Linked DNA regions of Sus scrofa: all the other regions are linked to region 4. A link is a contact called in public Hi-C, HiChIP or PLAC-seq and promoter capture Hi-C data. All regions are on one chromosome and are shown on one strand. The core of a region is the stretch at or near the end of the contact, and the rest is flanking DNA. Distances in the headings are between cores, read along the strand shown. Region 1 holds the start of SLC29A2 (equilibrative nucleoside transporter 2). Region 2 holds the start of BRMS1 (breast cancer metastasis-suppressor 1). Region 3 holds the start of C2H11orf86. Region 4 holds the start of RBM4B (RNA binding motif protein 4B).

What was found. Promoter capture Hi-C pulls out the DNA fragments that hold promoters and counts their contacts. Hi-C and Micro-C count contacts between places; a contact is called where the count stands out from the background. HiChIP or PLAC-seq counts read pairs in DNA pulled down with a chosen protein or histone mark.
Region 1: a Hi-C map of epiblast stem cells shows a contact between it and region 4, with 2.2 times the contacts expected there. The contact joins the promoter of SLC29A2 here to the promoter of RBM4B in region 4. A contact is called at or near these places in 2 of 5 promoter capture datasets (fetal liver and fetal skeletal muscle), 3 of 47 Hi-C or Micro-C datasets (embryonic fibroblasts, epiblast stem cells and undifferentiated spermatogonia) and 1 of 2 datasets of contacts at active chromatin or transcription factors (skeletal muscle).
Region 2: an H3K27ac HiChIP or PLAC-seq map of alveolar macrophages shows a contact between it and region 4. The contact joins the promoter of BRMS1 here to the promoter of RBM4B in region 4. A contact is called at or near these places in 2 of 5 promoter capture datasets (fetal skeletal muscle and liver) and 1 of 2 datasets of contacts at active chromatin or transcription factors (alveolar macrophages).
Region 3: a contact with region 4 is called in a promoter capture Hi-C map of fetal skeletal muscle, with 3 times the contacts expected there. The contact joins the promoter of C2H11orf86 here to the promoter of RBM4B in region 4. A contact is called at or near these places in 2 of 5 promoter capture datasets (fetal skeletal muscle and liver) and 3 of 47 Hi-C or Micro-C datasets (embryonic fibroblasts, retroperitoneal adipose tissue and subcutaneous adipose tissue).

Annotation. Positions count from the first base shown.
Region 1 is chr2:6,025,991-6,029,293 of Sscrofa11.1, forward strand. SLC29A2 (equilibrative nucleoside transporter 2) reads left to right here and starts at 1,297. Exons shown (of 12, transcript XM_003122487.4): 1 at 1,297-1,726; 2 at 1,977-2,058. The coding sequence starts at 1,698.
Region 2 is chr2:6,044,648-6,047,743 of Sscrofa11.1, forward strand. BRMS1 (breast cancer metastasis-suppressor 1) reads left to right here and starts at 1,430. Exons shown (of 10, transcript XM_003480672.4): 1 at 1,430-1,580. B4GAT1 (beta-1,4-glucuronyltransferase 1) reads left to right here. Exons shown (of 2, transcript NM_001315579.1): 1 at 1-56; 2 at 298-573. The coding sequence ends at 489.
Region 3 is chr2:5,467,202-5,470,621 of Sscrofa11.1, forward strand. C2H11orf86 reads right to left here and starts at 1,927. Exons shown (of 2, transcript XM_013987238.2): 1 at 1,562-1,927; 2 at 1-954. The coding sequence starts at 1,831. The coding sequence ends at 859.
Region 4 is chr2:5,744,377-5,747,742 of Sscrofa11.1, forward strand. It overlaps RBM4B (RNA binding motif protein 4B), which reads left to right and starts at 1,898. Exons shown (of 2, transcript NM_001123188.1): 1 at 1,898-2,309. The coding sequence starts at 1,898.

The sequences.
Region 1 (3,303 bases), core at 47-2,546, 280 kb after region 4:
GGCTTTTGCTGGTCTCCCTAAAATCAATTGTATATGATTGCAATCCATTTATTAACCAAACAATAATCAAGCACCTGTCTATGTACCAGCAGCACTAGATATTGGCAATAAACACTAAGCCAGGTAACCAGCCTTGGCTTCACAGACTCAGTCGGCTGGGGGAAAACAACACAAGTAACCTGGAAATGGCCATAAAATGTCATTACTTAAAGGAAGATTTGTGATTTAAGGTCTTTCCCTTCTCCAGCATCCTTCATACTCAGGGCGATTGCAGAGAAAACAAACTCACTCGTAAATTATGTCAATTAATGTAAATTAATTTCAAAAGTGCAATGGTAGGTCATCTTTTCAAAGTTTTTCACGGAAAAAAAAGTGGGAGGAGGGGAGTTCCCGTTGTGGCTCAGCGGGTTACAAACCCCACTGGTATCCATGAGGATGCAGGTTCGACCCCTGGCTTTGCTCAGTGGGTTAACGATCCTGGGTTGCCGTGAGCTGTGGTGTAGGTCGCCGAGGCGGCTCGGATCCAACGTTGCTGTGACTGTGGCAGCTGTCGCTCGGATTTGATTTCTAGCCTGGAAACTTCCATACGCCACGAGCGCGACCCTAAAAAGGAAAAAAAAAAAAAAAAAAAAGGAGATGTGTGCATCTTAATGTTTAATACGATGTGACGTGGGACCACCGAAAGTATTTTTTTAAGCGGTGGTGTGGGAGGGCACCAGGCGAGGCTAGAGAGCGCACCTGGGTCACCCTTCCTTCCGGAGCCTTTGCTTAGCCTCTCATTGCTCCAGGGCTCAGCCACACCGCCACCGGGAAGCCCTCTTGGACATCCCGGAGGGGCTCCGCCAGCCCCTCTTCGCCCCAAAGGCCCAGCGCTTCCCTAGGCACCCGCTGGAGAGGGGTCCGTCTGTCCGTCTGTCTTCCGGACCGGCCCGGGTCTCTGCCAGCACTGCCAGCTGGCCTTCTCTTCTGCCTCCCGGTGAACCCCGCTCGGTGCAGCCTGCCAGGATCGCTGGCGACAGACGGTCTCTCTGGCTTCCCCTGGCGCTGGCCCGGCTTGGGTTACACCCTCGGCCAGGGCTCCAGCGGCGCGCGGCGAGCGGCGAGCGGGTCCCTCGGTGGTCTCCCACGTTAGGGGGCGCTAGCACCGCCAGCGCATCACCCCGGAGTTGGCGGAGCCGGGAGAGCACAGCGCCAGGTCCGCTCCACAGCACTCCGCGGGGGAGGGGGCCACCTCTGCCACTGCCTCCCTCCGCCCCGCCTGCAGTGGTCCCGGCCAGGCGCCAGCGGAAAAGGGAGGCGGCGGGGGAACCTTCCCGGCTCAGCGCCTCTGGGACATCGCGGTGGGCGGTGGGGTCCGGGGACCTCGAGGTCGAGCAGGGGTCCGACGCAGGAATCTGGAGTCCCCGGCCTGGAGGCCGTGAGGGGCGGTGGGACCCTCTGTCCCCGCCCTGGGGGCGGGGCCGAGATCCGAGCCTGCGGAGCGTGAGACCAGCCGAAATCCGCAGGGGACTCCCGACTGGACTCCTGCCTTCCCCGACCCGCCCCAGATCTGGGGAGACCAGACCGCCCCCCCTTCCCCTGACCATCGCCGGCGAGACCCAGCCTCCCGGGTTCCCCGCTCGGCCCACGGGCCCCAGCGCAGGTGCAGGTGCGGCTTCCTCATCTTCTCCCATCCGGGCGCATCCCTCTGGGCGGCCATGGCTAGAAGAGACGCTCCGCAGGACAGGCGAGTTGGGGACCGGGTGGGGTGCGTATGGGGATGCGGTGGTCGAGGGCCACGCAGCCCAGCTCCCTTTGGGCGCTCCAAAGCGCAAAGTAGCCAGTTGGAACTACAATTCCCATCAGCCGCCTCCCTCGCGTGCCTGAGCCCGCGTGATGGGGGTTGTAGTTCGCTCTCCGAAGGAGCCGGCCTGGGAGGCGGGAGGGGCGGCCAAAGCTGGACGTCCTCCCGGTGACCTTCTGACTGATCCTCACAGCTACCACCTGGTCGGGATCAGCTTCTTTATCCTGGGGCTGGGCACCCTCCTTCCATGGAACTTCTTCATCACAGCCATCCCGGTGAGACTCAGGGTTGGAGTGATGGCCCCACGGCCACATCCATCCCGCCCAGTTGCCTTTTCCCACCAGGTCCCCTTTCATTCCTCATTATGGCTGTGTGTCCCCTGAAACAGGGAGTCTCATTGAATGGAGGGGGCTAGGAAGACCAAGCTTTCGGGGATGCTCAGATCCTAGAAGGGCAAGGCCAGCAGCTCCGGGGGGAACAAGCAAGGAGCTACCCATCTACCTCTGCTGTTTGTCATTATTCCCGGGCTAGTCACTCCAAAAGCGGGTTATCCAGGCCTTTGGTTTTCTTTGAAATACCATGAATTATATTCATTCATCCAACAAATAGTCAATGTCAGAGTTCTTAGCACCGGGGGTACAGGAGGAAACAGAGGAGGGTTTATCCTCACCAAACTTGCGTTCCCTCGAGAGAAGGCAGGCATATGGGCTTGTGTTCTCTTTGGGACTGGAGTTGTTCATATATATTAACTGCACCAACTTTCCAGATGCCTCTTCAGTGCCCAGCTCTGTGCTGGGCCCTAGAGACCCAAAGACGAATCAGCCCATGATCCTGAGAGCAAGTTGGGTGCCAAAGAAATACCACTAATGTAACATGGCATATGCCATCCCAGGCCTGGAGCAGAGTTCCGTGTCCCCCAGGGAGGGGGCGATTCCTTCTGCTTAATAGAAGAGCTGATTTGTAACTTAGGAGAAGGGTCAACAGGGCATTTGCGTTGGGGGGTTGGAGTGGTAAGAGGCGGGGAGGGCATTCCTGATAGAGATGGCAGCCTTGAAGCCGGAGTATGCCAACCTGTTCAGAGAAAGGGCCAGAGCGTGGGGTGCCGGGAGGTTAGCAGGACGGTGCAGGAGATGGGGCACAAAAGGGAGGCTGGGGTCTGGTTCTAAAGGGCTCCAATGCTGTCCCAAAACCTTGGAGCTTTGCCCTGCAGGCAGCAGGGAGCCATGGGTGGGGAGGAGCAGGGAGGAGTTAAACAGGCCTGGCAGGATAAGCGTTCCAGAGAGAAAGCCCTTGGTCAGCACCTAGGCCAGAGCCTGGCTTAGGATAGGAGCTCCATAAATACCCAGGAATCTCTTCGCTGCTGCAGGAGTCGGGGTGGGGGCGTGGGAGAGGAGGGGTGATCCAATGATAGAGCAAGTTCGGGGTCCTTGAGGCCTGGGCTCTACCCCAGACGGCAATGCAGTGCACGTTCATCGAGCTCCAACTGTGTGCCAGGCGCCAGGTGCCAGGGAGAGTTCAAG
Region 2 (3,096 bases), core at 180-2,679, 300 kb after region 4:
AGGTGCCCACTTTCGACGAGCGCTTTCGGCAGTATGGCTTCAATCGCATCAGCCAGGTGCTCATAAGGGAGAGGGCAAGGGAAATGGGGCAGGAGGGATGGTGAAATCAGGGAGCTGTGGGTGGCCCTGGATGGAAAGGAGCCAGTGAGGCAGGAGGGATCATAGTTTAGGAGGTGGCTGGATGGCTGAAAGATCCAGGATGCCTCCAGAGGAATGGGCATGCTGGAGTGAGCAGTGATGTCCGTCTCTGGCCTGGGAACCTCATCAAACTTTGCTGACCTATTTCTCCCTCCACAGGCTTGTGAGTTGCACGTGGCAGGATTCGATTTTGAGGTGCTGAACGAAGGTTTCCTGGTTCATAAAGGCTTCAAAGAAGCTTTGAAATTCCACCCCCAAAAGGAGGCCGAAAATCAGCACAATAAGATCCTTTACCGTCAGTTCAAGCAGGAGTTGAAGGCCAAGTACCCCGACTCCCCACGTCACTGCTGAGCCCTTCCTTCCCCTAGTCTGAGAAGTCTCAGCCTCCTCCCTCCTTAGGCCGCCCCTCAGGCCTGACTGGGGTAAGAAACGTCACTCCACTTTACAGTGGTAGCTGTGGTGTTTGAACACTGGACTTGAATATGGGGTGCTGGGATCAAGTCCTAGCTTAACCACTAACTAGCTGTGTGGCCTTGAGCAAATCCCGTTCTCTCTCTGAGCCTCAGTTACCCCGTCTGTAAAAGGGAGGTGAGAATACCTACCTCACAGAACTGCTGGGAGGCTCAGATGAGATGCTATATGTGAAAACATTCTGTAAGCTTCGTACAAATGTGAAGTATTATTAATATTATTACAGTATTATTATTGTTGTTATTATTATTGTTATTATTATTAACAATCTTGGGTGGGTGAGCAGTAGGAGAGCAAAAAGTATGAATGGGGGCAGAGCTGAGAAGTCTGAGTAGTTAACAAAATGGGCTTTTTGGAAAGAAATCAGATGAAGGCGTTGAATTTAGTTCTTAGCTTTTGGGCAGAAGCCGAAACTTCCTGGTGTCTTAGGCCTCCGTCCCGGGGGCTCTAGAGAAGGGAAGGATCTGCAGGTTCTGTGCGTCTGAGATCTGTACCCTTGAATAGCCTGGGCTGGGTGATTTGCCTACCGACTACAATGTGTAAATAAATGAGTGTTCACACCTACAGCTGGCTCCATTACTCTCCGGAACCGGGCGGGGGTGGGGGCCGCGGGTCGCAGGTTCTCCCCTTTCGCGCCGCCGGGAGGTGACTGTGGACCCAGACGCGAGGGCTGCAAAGCTAGGAAGGCACAAGGGCCTTTCCTGCATGCTGAAAGCCTGTGTGAATGTCGGTCCGTTGCCATGGAAACCGTCCCGCGGTATCCCAGCATGCCTCGCCCCAGCTATCCAATTGTGAGCACTCCGATGGGCGCCTCCTGATGACGCATGCGGAAAGCGCGGGTAGGCCCCGCCCCCGGAGAAGAGGGACCGGTGCGGCGCTTCCGGGACCCCCACAGCGGCAGCCAGTACCGATAACCTCCGGCACCTCTTGGGGAATCTAAGACGTGAGGCTGGAAGCGCCACTACCTACGGGTGCGTAACGCCAACCCTGGCGCCTGGTTTGCCCTTTCGGACAGGCAGTCGGAGCCTGCCCAATATCCAGGGCGGTAGCGAGACTTAACCGCCCGGACGCGAGCTGGGGCCGCGGGACCGAGGAGCCAGTGACTCTCCCGCCCGCTCCGCCGCGTACGGAGATGGAGCGGGGCGCGAGGCTCTGGGTGCGCCGTGGAGGGACTGGGTCGGCTTCTTCGAGGGTGGGGAAGAATCTTCCTTCCTACGAGGCGTGCCCTTGACATGCTCGCTTTCTGAAAAGATAAATTGCATGTGCACAGCACCTTATAGTTTGCTTTTCGATCCCTTACCTCTTGCCATCTTTACAACACCCAGAGTAGTGATGGTTATCCTCATTTTGTACCCGGGCTAAAGTGGGGAGGATGTGATTTAATTTGGCTCTCTCAGTAGACCCAGAGACTGGTGGAGAGAGACCTCCCCCCAAGCCCCGCCCTCTCTGGTCCAGAAAGGTGGGACTTACCCCGAGTTGTTAAAATATATTTAACAGTGAAGAGAAATTGCAAAGTTTGGGAACTCCAGGAACTGAGGCTTGAAAAAGGGAAAGAGGAGGCTGATTTGGAGAACCGAGGTTTTCAGCTCAGGTTCAGATCATTTGTGAAATCCTTGAGGAATGCTTTGAAACGGCCCTCTAGGCCAGTCAGTTTACTCAAACTGATGTCAAGGAAAGGTGACAAAACACTTTGGGTTTGCTACCACTGTAGGGACCAGGGGCTACTAAGAAAGCCATTTCCTGCCCTGCAAAAATGTGTTTTGTTTAATTTGCATTCGCAAATCCTCCAGTGGTCTAGTGAGTCAGTACTGCGCGGGGTGGGTAAAGCGCGTGTGCAGCCCTGCCCTGGGGAGGCTCACAGACAGGCATGAGGATGGGCAACAGACGTGGAAATAAATAAGGAGGGGCATCTACGCGGATCTGAAGGACTACAAAGTACCCAGAGGAAAACATCCGGTGAAGTAGAAACCCCTTTAGTCAGAAATGATCTATTGAGACTGTTTAGTCTTCCTCTTGGGCGATCTTTTGGCAGCATTTGGCACTGTCTCATCTCCTTCATTCTGAAATTCTCTCTCTCCCCCTATACTCTGACTTTTTCCTCCTCTGTCTCTTGCTAATTTCCTTCTCCTTTCCTGGCATCTTGTCATCTGCCCCTTTGATGACCCTAGAAGTTCCATCATGAACTCCTTCTCACTCCACACATTCTGCCTTGCTGGTTGCACCCTCTCCCAAGGCCTGAAGAACTCACGATGTGATGACCAGATCTCTGCAGCCCACATTTCTCTGTGAGGCTTAGACCCATGGACCCCCAGCCCTGCCCCCTTCTCTCCTCTTGGGGTGTTTGCACCTGCTACTCACTCTACTTAGAATGCACCCTCTCTTGACCAGCTCAGCTCATCTGTCTGGCCCATCTTCCTCTGCAGGCCCTCACTGCTGCAGCAGGCTCCAGGTCCCAGTTAGATGCCTCTCCCGTAAGCCCCTGGTCTT
Region 3 (3,420 bases), core at 677-3,176, 280 kb before region 4:
CTGTGTCTCTCAAAGAGCTCAGGCTCTTTGCGGTCAGACCCTCCCCTCTGGGCGGTTCTGGGTGGGCCCCTCACCCTCTCTGACCCTCCAGGTGAGCCTTGCCTCACCCGGGTGAGCACAAAGGCAAGGAGGGGACAGCCAGGCCCTCCGAAGCTGACTTTGAGGTCAGCACAGAAAATATAAGCTCAAGAGAAGTGGCAGGAGAGGTCCAGCCTCCTGGGGACCAGAGGGGACCCCCCCCCCCCCGTGCTTCTTCCTATTCTCCGGGAAGCGCCGGGCCCCACCTGCCCCCACAGGGGTGGGCAGAGGGCTGGGGGTGGGTTGGTCAGTAGGAAAGTCATTAACTTCGGCTCAGCAAACTTTATGACTGAGTTCAACACAGTGTTGGGTAGGGGTGTGGGTGGGGCCAGAGACTCCGAAGACAGTGACCCCCCCCCGCCCCCGCCCCAGCCTCAGTTTCCGCTTCCTTCACCGGGGAACTCTGACGATCCAAGCGACAATACAGTCGGGGCTTTCAGCCACAGAGCGCGGCGTGAGGACTGCCTGGAGGTGGTCCTTGCCCCTGGGATGGGCTCACGGTCCAGGAGGGAGGCCCCCCGCCCCGCCCACCAGTACAACTGGCGAGAAGGGAGCGGGGCTGGCCCAGGAACCAGGTAAGGTGCCAGAGCCTCTCAGCCACGGGTCTGGCTTCACTGAACTCTGTTCTGGTGGCAGAGGCCTTGACTAAGGAAGGCCGGCGTCATCCACGTGGAGGAGGGCGCCCCATCCACCGTCCAGAGGGCGCCAAGAGGTAGGTCAGCAGGCACGGCCCTCTCGTCCGGGCGCAGCAAACCAGGGCCCCCACCGCTTCTAGCATCCTTAGCCAGTGGTGCCCAGCATGGGCGGTGGGGAGGCTGCCCGGCTCAGGGTCACGCTGGGAAAGCTGGTGACAAAGCTCGCCCACCTCCTCTTTATCTTCTGGAAGACAAGGAGGGGAGAGAGAGATCAAGGCCGGGTCCCTCAACTGAGTGATGGGCTGCCGGTGTTGTTCCTCCTACAGCCAGGAGGTGGTGGTAGACCCCAGAGACGAAGCCCCGCTCGCCAGCCACCCTTTGTCCTGGAGGAAGGAGCCAGGAGCTGGCAGCTCCTACGGGGGGGGGGGGGGGGAATCCCGATCCCCCCTTTTCTGGGAGGAGAGGGGAGCACCAGATGTAACCCTGGGGGAATTGTACTGGCTGATCTCGCGCCTCTGGCAAAATCCACCCACGCAGCCCACTGACAGATGGGTCATCTCAGGAGCAGCTCTCACCACATCACTCGCCTGTTCTGAAACCTTCCGTGGCTCCCCAGTGCCTATGGGATAAACCCCTAATGCCTTCAGGGCCCTATGAAATTCCGTTCTTGGGTCTCTCTCTCTCCCCAGCCCCTTCCCCAGACAGTTCTGTTATCTTCGTGGTCTATGGCCCCATGTGTTCCACCTCTGAGCCTTTGCTGCGTGGCTGGGCCCCTCTTCTTGGGGCCTCCCCTCCTCATTCCCCCCCCGCCCCACAGCCCCCCTCCACCCACAGACCCTCAGCCAAACCTGCTGATACTGCTTCAGCCACCGCTGGCTGCCTTCTTGCTGAGCTTCAATCAGCTGCTCCGTGTCCCCCAGACCCCCTGGCAGCCGCTCCTGACCGGGGGTGTCCAGCCTTTCCGGGCCTCCATCTGGGGACCTGGACCTCTCACGGCCCTGCCTGAGGCTCAGCGCCCGCCGTGGTCGGCCTCCCGGGAGCGTCCCCCAGGGCTCCTGGAGCTTGCCGTAGGAGGGCCGTGGTCCTCGCAAGGACTGGCTGCGTAGCCCTGTCCCCATGGTTCTGCAGGCTGCAGCCCCGTGAGACAGCTCCAGCCCCTTTGGCAAGCTGTGGGCCTTCTGAGATGGCCTGGTGCCTCCACCCAACTGACAGGAGCTCACTTGGGGACAAAGGTCGGTGCTGCTGAGGTGGCCACCATAAACCAAAGGGCAGGCCACCGGGGTCAAGCATTCCTGAGTCACCCAGACCACTGCCTCTCCACCTCCCAGGGAAGGGGGTGCAGGCTTCCGCCTCCTCCTCCTCCTCCAGGCAGGCTTCCCTGACCACTCCACCCTGAAGACTGGCCTTCCCTGAACTCCTGTGGCCCTGGCTGGCCAAACTCACTTGGTTGACATTGAGAACGGATGGCTCGACAGCAAAACAGAGAGGGGCTTTTAAGAAACAGAATCTTAAATCAATCTAGAATGGTCAGATTCATGACAGAGAGAAGCACGGTGGTTGCCAGGGCCTAGGGGAATGGCAAGGTGTTTAATGGCTGTAGAACTCCAGTTGTGCAAGGTGAGAAACTTCTGGAGATTGTTGTACAACAGGGCGGTGGGTGTGACATTACTGAATCGTATGTGTAAAAATGGCCAAGATGGTAAAATTTATGTGTGTGTGTGTGTGTGTGTGTGTGTGTGTGTGTGTATTTGGCTGCAACCTCAGCATATGGATGTTTCCAGGCCAGGGATCCAACTTGTGCCAAGCTGCTACAGAGACAATGAGGGATCCTGAACCCGCTGTGCCACAAGAGAACTCCCTGTTTATGTATATTTTACTACAATTGGAAATTTTTTAAAAAGAAAGCAACAGGATATTTCCAGGTTGGAAGTCAGGAGGCTTGGGCATTGTTATGACGTGGGCATTGTTATCCTTGTTGCATAGGTTCCCGTTTTGTAGATTAGGAAACTGAGGCTCAGAGAGACTAAGCATGCCCAGTAAGCAGCAGAGCCGGGACTCCCACCCTGGTGGGTCTTGCTTTAAGCAACATGCCCTCTTGGCCTGGTGTTGGTGGCAGGGGCAGGACTGGAAACCCGGGGTCCTGCTTCCTCTGTGTCTAGGGAGCTGCACGGGACGCCCTGTCTGGTGTCAGGGAAGTGCTGGCTGCAACTCTAAGTTCACCCTGGCCTCCCCTGTGCCTGGCCTGGCTTTTTCCCCCTCTCAGAGTTTCTAGGCCTTCCCTGGATGAAAGGGCTCCTAATATCCGCCAGGCTCAGCTCCCCACCAGAGGAGTCACAGGCAGGGCCAGCCTGAAGAGGAGAATGGAGGAAAAAGCCCCCGAGCCTCTGGGTCAGCCCATCCAGAGGGACCGGGATCGTTATTCCAACCCTGGCCCCACCTCTCCTGCCTGAGCCTGGTTGAAAAGCAACAAAACCATCACACAACCTTCAGCAGCCTCACCCCAGCACAGGTCAGCCAAACCCTCACCTTCATCGCAGTCTGAGCTGGGAAGTGCTTACCGATGACTCACAGACTTCTGAGATGTGTTGGGTGTGAATCACTGGCTCTTGCATCACACATACAGCTGCCGAATACACTCCTGCCAAGCACGTAATCTTACAGCAATTTCCCCAGTCCATAAACCCACGGAGGACCCAGAGGAAATATG
Region 4 (3,366 bases), core at 648-3,147:
CTTCTGAAATTGCCGGAATTTCAAAAAGAATTCAGGGAAAGAAACATAACAAAGTAGTTGGGCAGGAAGAGAGCAGCCTGGAGAATTTGTGCCTGATAGTATCTGAGAGGATATCAAGGAGGAACGGTGACTGACAACCAACCTGGCATGCTCTACCTGCAGATAAGCTCAGGCCATCCATCTCCATAAATGTCTATTCTTTGTTCAAAGCTAACAGCGAGTAATTCACATTAATAACTTCCCTTCTTGCCACCAGGAGGTGCCCTTGGACCACAGCTGAGTTCTGAAAGCGAGGAAGTGCCGGGGAACTCAATTTCCCAGCCCTCCCGCGGCTTGGTGTGCACGTGGGGACGCTGGGCTACCCCTGAAACAAGCACCCTCTCTGGGCCTGCACACCAGGTATTCCTTTGGTGTGCTCGCCAAGGACCAGAAACGCGAATGACACACAATTAGGGCCTAGTTCTCTAGCTAGGGAGGGAAAACTCGCCTTTCAATACATATGACAAACGAAACTTAACTAAGTTAGCCTCTTAGAGCTACTCAGCTCTGCCATTTTTAGTCCTCCGTTTCCTCACCAATGAATAATGTTTGCAATTTAAAAATTTTTAATTATGTTTAAAAACTCTACAAAGAAAGATTAGGTTTGCCTAAAATGTGGCGCGCCCGTATTTCTCAAACGTTCTCCCAAGCGGCCGTAGAGGATGGCCAGGCCTCTGAGAAAACCGCCTTTTAGCGGACCCAGTGAGATAACCCTTTGTCATCAGCCACTGCCCTCCTCCCCCACCCCCATGGCCCAATAGCACGATCCATTGTGATGCTTAGTGACTCTCCCGGGCTTCTGATTTCACCCAGGCAGTGGTTGCGTCCAGAGCCCTTCTGACGCAGGAGCTCCGACCCGCCACCTTCCAGGGTGGTGATTGGCTACCGGGGGGCAGGGGGCGGGCTGACCTCCGCGCCGCAGCGCCGTCACCAGCTGGCCCCGCCCCTGTATCGGGGCGGCTGGGAGCCGAGCCCCGGGCAGCCATTTGTATGCGGCCGCGGGATTGGTCGCCCGGCTCCCGCGAGGGGGAGGGGAGGGAGGCAGCGCGCACTCGCGCGTGCGTGAGCTGGCGCGCGAGAAAGGGCCCGGTCCCGCCGAGGCTCGAGCGGCCGTCGCCATTTTGTAGGGTTCTCTCTGACGCGGGAGCCGCCGCCACCGCCGCCGCCACCCGGAGGTGCGAGGGGTTCTTGTGGGTGTGTGGGGGGCCTGGGAGCGGGCCGGGCCGGGTCTCTGGCGGACGGGGACGGCCTAGGGTTTGCCGTTCTCCTCACACTGCAAGAGGTCCGGGAAGACAACGGGAGGAGGCGGGGCCGGGTCTCCGGAGGGGGCGGGGCAGGGGTCAGGTCGAGTCTTTGTTGGGGCGAAGGAACTGGAGTTGGGCCGCTTGAAGAGGGGTGGTCCTAGTTTGGGGCCAAGGAGGCCTTTTTATTCCTAGAGTATCGTGAAAGGTGATGCTGCACGGAGGAGAGGTACCCAGATTTCCCTCCAAAACCGTTGTTACCAGGGACAGTCAGATAGATGCCTCTTGCTCCCAGCTTGGAGTCTTCTCGTACCTGCTCCCCCAAAAAGAGTTTTTTAAACCAACCCTGTGCTTAGAATGTGCCTCATTTTACAGAGATGTTGGACTATGCAATGCATGCTGACACCCGCTCTGTTTGCACATTACACAGAGCTTACACTACTCTTTCAAAGCAAATCTTTTCCCTCCGCTCTTGGAAGAATAATGAATGTCTATGTGAGGATCTTGAAGATGCCAAGAACTTCGGAGGATTAATCCAAAATGCAGTGTACCGAAAATTTCTCCTCCACTGCTAACTTTTGGAAATTTCGTTTCTTTTCTCCCAGGCTCTTGTCAGGATGGTAAAGCTGTTCATTGGGAACCTGCCCCGGGAGGCCACAGAGCAGGAGATCCGCTCACTGTTCGAGCAGTATGGGAAGGTGCTGGAATGTGACATCATTAAGAACTACGGCTTTGTACACATAGAGGACAAGACGGCGGCCGAGGATGCCATTCGCAACCTGCACCACTACAAGCTGCACGGGGTGAACATCAACGTGGAAGCCAGCAAGAATAAGAGCAAAGCTTCAACCAAGTTGCATGTGGGCAACATCAGTCCTACTTGTACCAACCAAGAGCTTCGGGCCAAATTTGAGGAGTACGGTCCAGTCATCGAATGTGACATCGTGAAAGATTATGCCTTCGTACACATGGAGCGGGCAGAGGATGCGGTGGAGGCCATCAGGGGCCTTGACAACACAGAGTTTCAAGGTGAACTGCCCTGGGGCCTGGGTGGCGAGAGTGAGTGGGGTCTAGTTCTAGACAGAGGCAGAAACACAGGACCATGGGTCTGGTAGGGTGGTGTCTTCCATTCTATTTCGGTTGGAAATAATAGATTGTATGTTTACCACACTTCAGCACAACTTACTCTTGGAGAAGCAAACACTTCTCCTTTTCACCTTTGCCAAGATGTTCCTCAGCAACTTTGTAGAATCTCAAACAGTGGGGGTTACCTTATCCTGCAGCCTTCATTCACTTAAGTGCTGTTGGAGGTTTAATCTGCCTGGGCCAATGAGTACCTCATGGGAGAGGGGAGGACGAAGGCCTGTGGCTTACCTGCTTCTTTTATGATATGATGGAAAGTGTTATATTAGAGAATTTATTTAATTTTTTGGACTGCGGCCACAGCATGTGAAAGTTCCTGGGCCAAGGATCGAACCCACACCACAGCAGTGACAATGCCAGATCCTTAACTTGCTGAAGCACCAGGGAGTTCCTTTTAGTTTTATTTATTTATTTATTTATTTTTTGAGATTTTAAATGGTTAAGATTTATACTCTTTACTGCTTTGAGGTATGAGTTATGGGAAAGGAGAACCGAGACATCTAGAGGTGTTCCTGGTGGTGACTCTGGATTAGCTCTTTGCTCAGATTTGCTCAGTACTGTGAACTATACAAGCAGGTCCAGAGACCATGGCAGGGACTAGACTGTTCCACTTACTGTTATTTAACTCGAAGGGAAAAAAAGAAAATTTCTAAAAATATTAGGTTGAATGGGAGTGATGGTCCTGCTTATGAGATTTGCAGTAAGGCTGCTGTATTATTTATGTTATTAATAAAGGTACATATGTTGTCGTTAATGCCAGGAGGTTGTCTGAAGACTCTAGAACTGTGCTCATGTGGTAGCCACTAGCCCCATGTGACTTTTAAATTGAAATGAAATTTTAAGATTTGGTTTCTCAGTTGTGCTGCACACCTTTCAAGCATTCAGAGTCATATGAGGCTAGCGGTTGCTGTATTAATGCAGATATGGAACATTTCCGTCATCA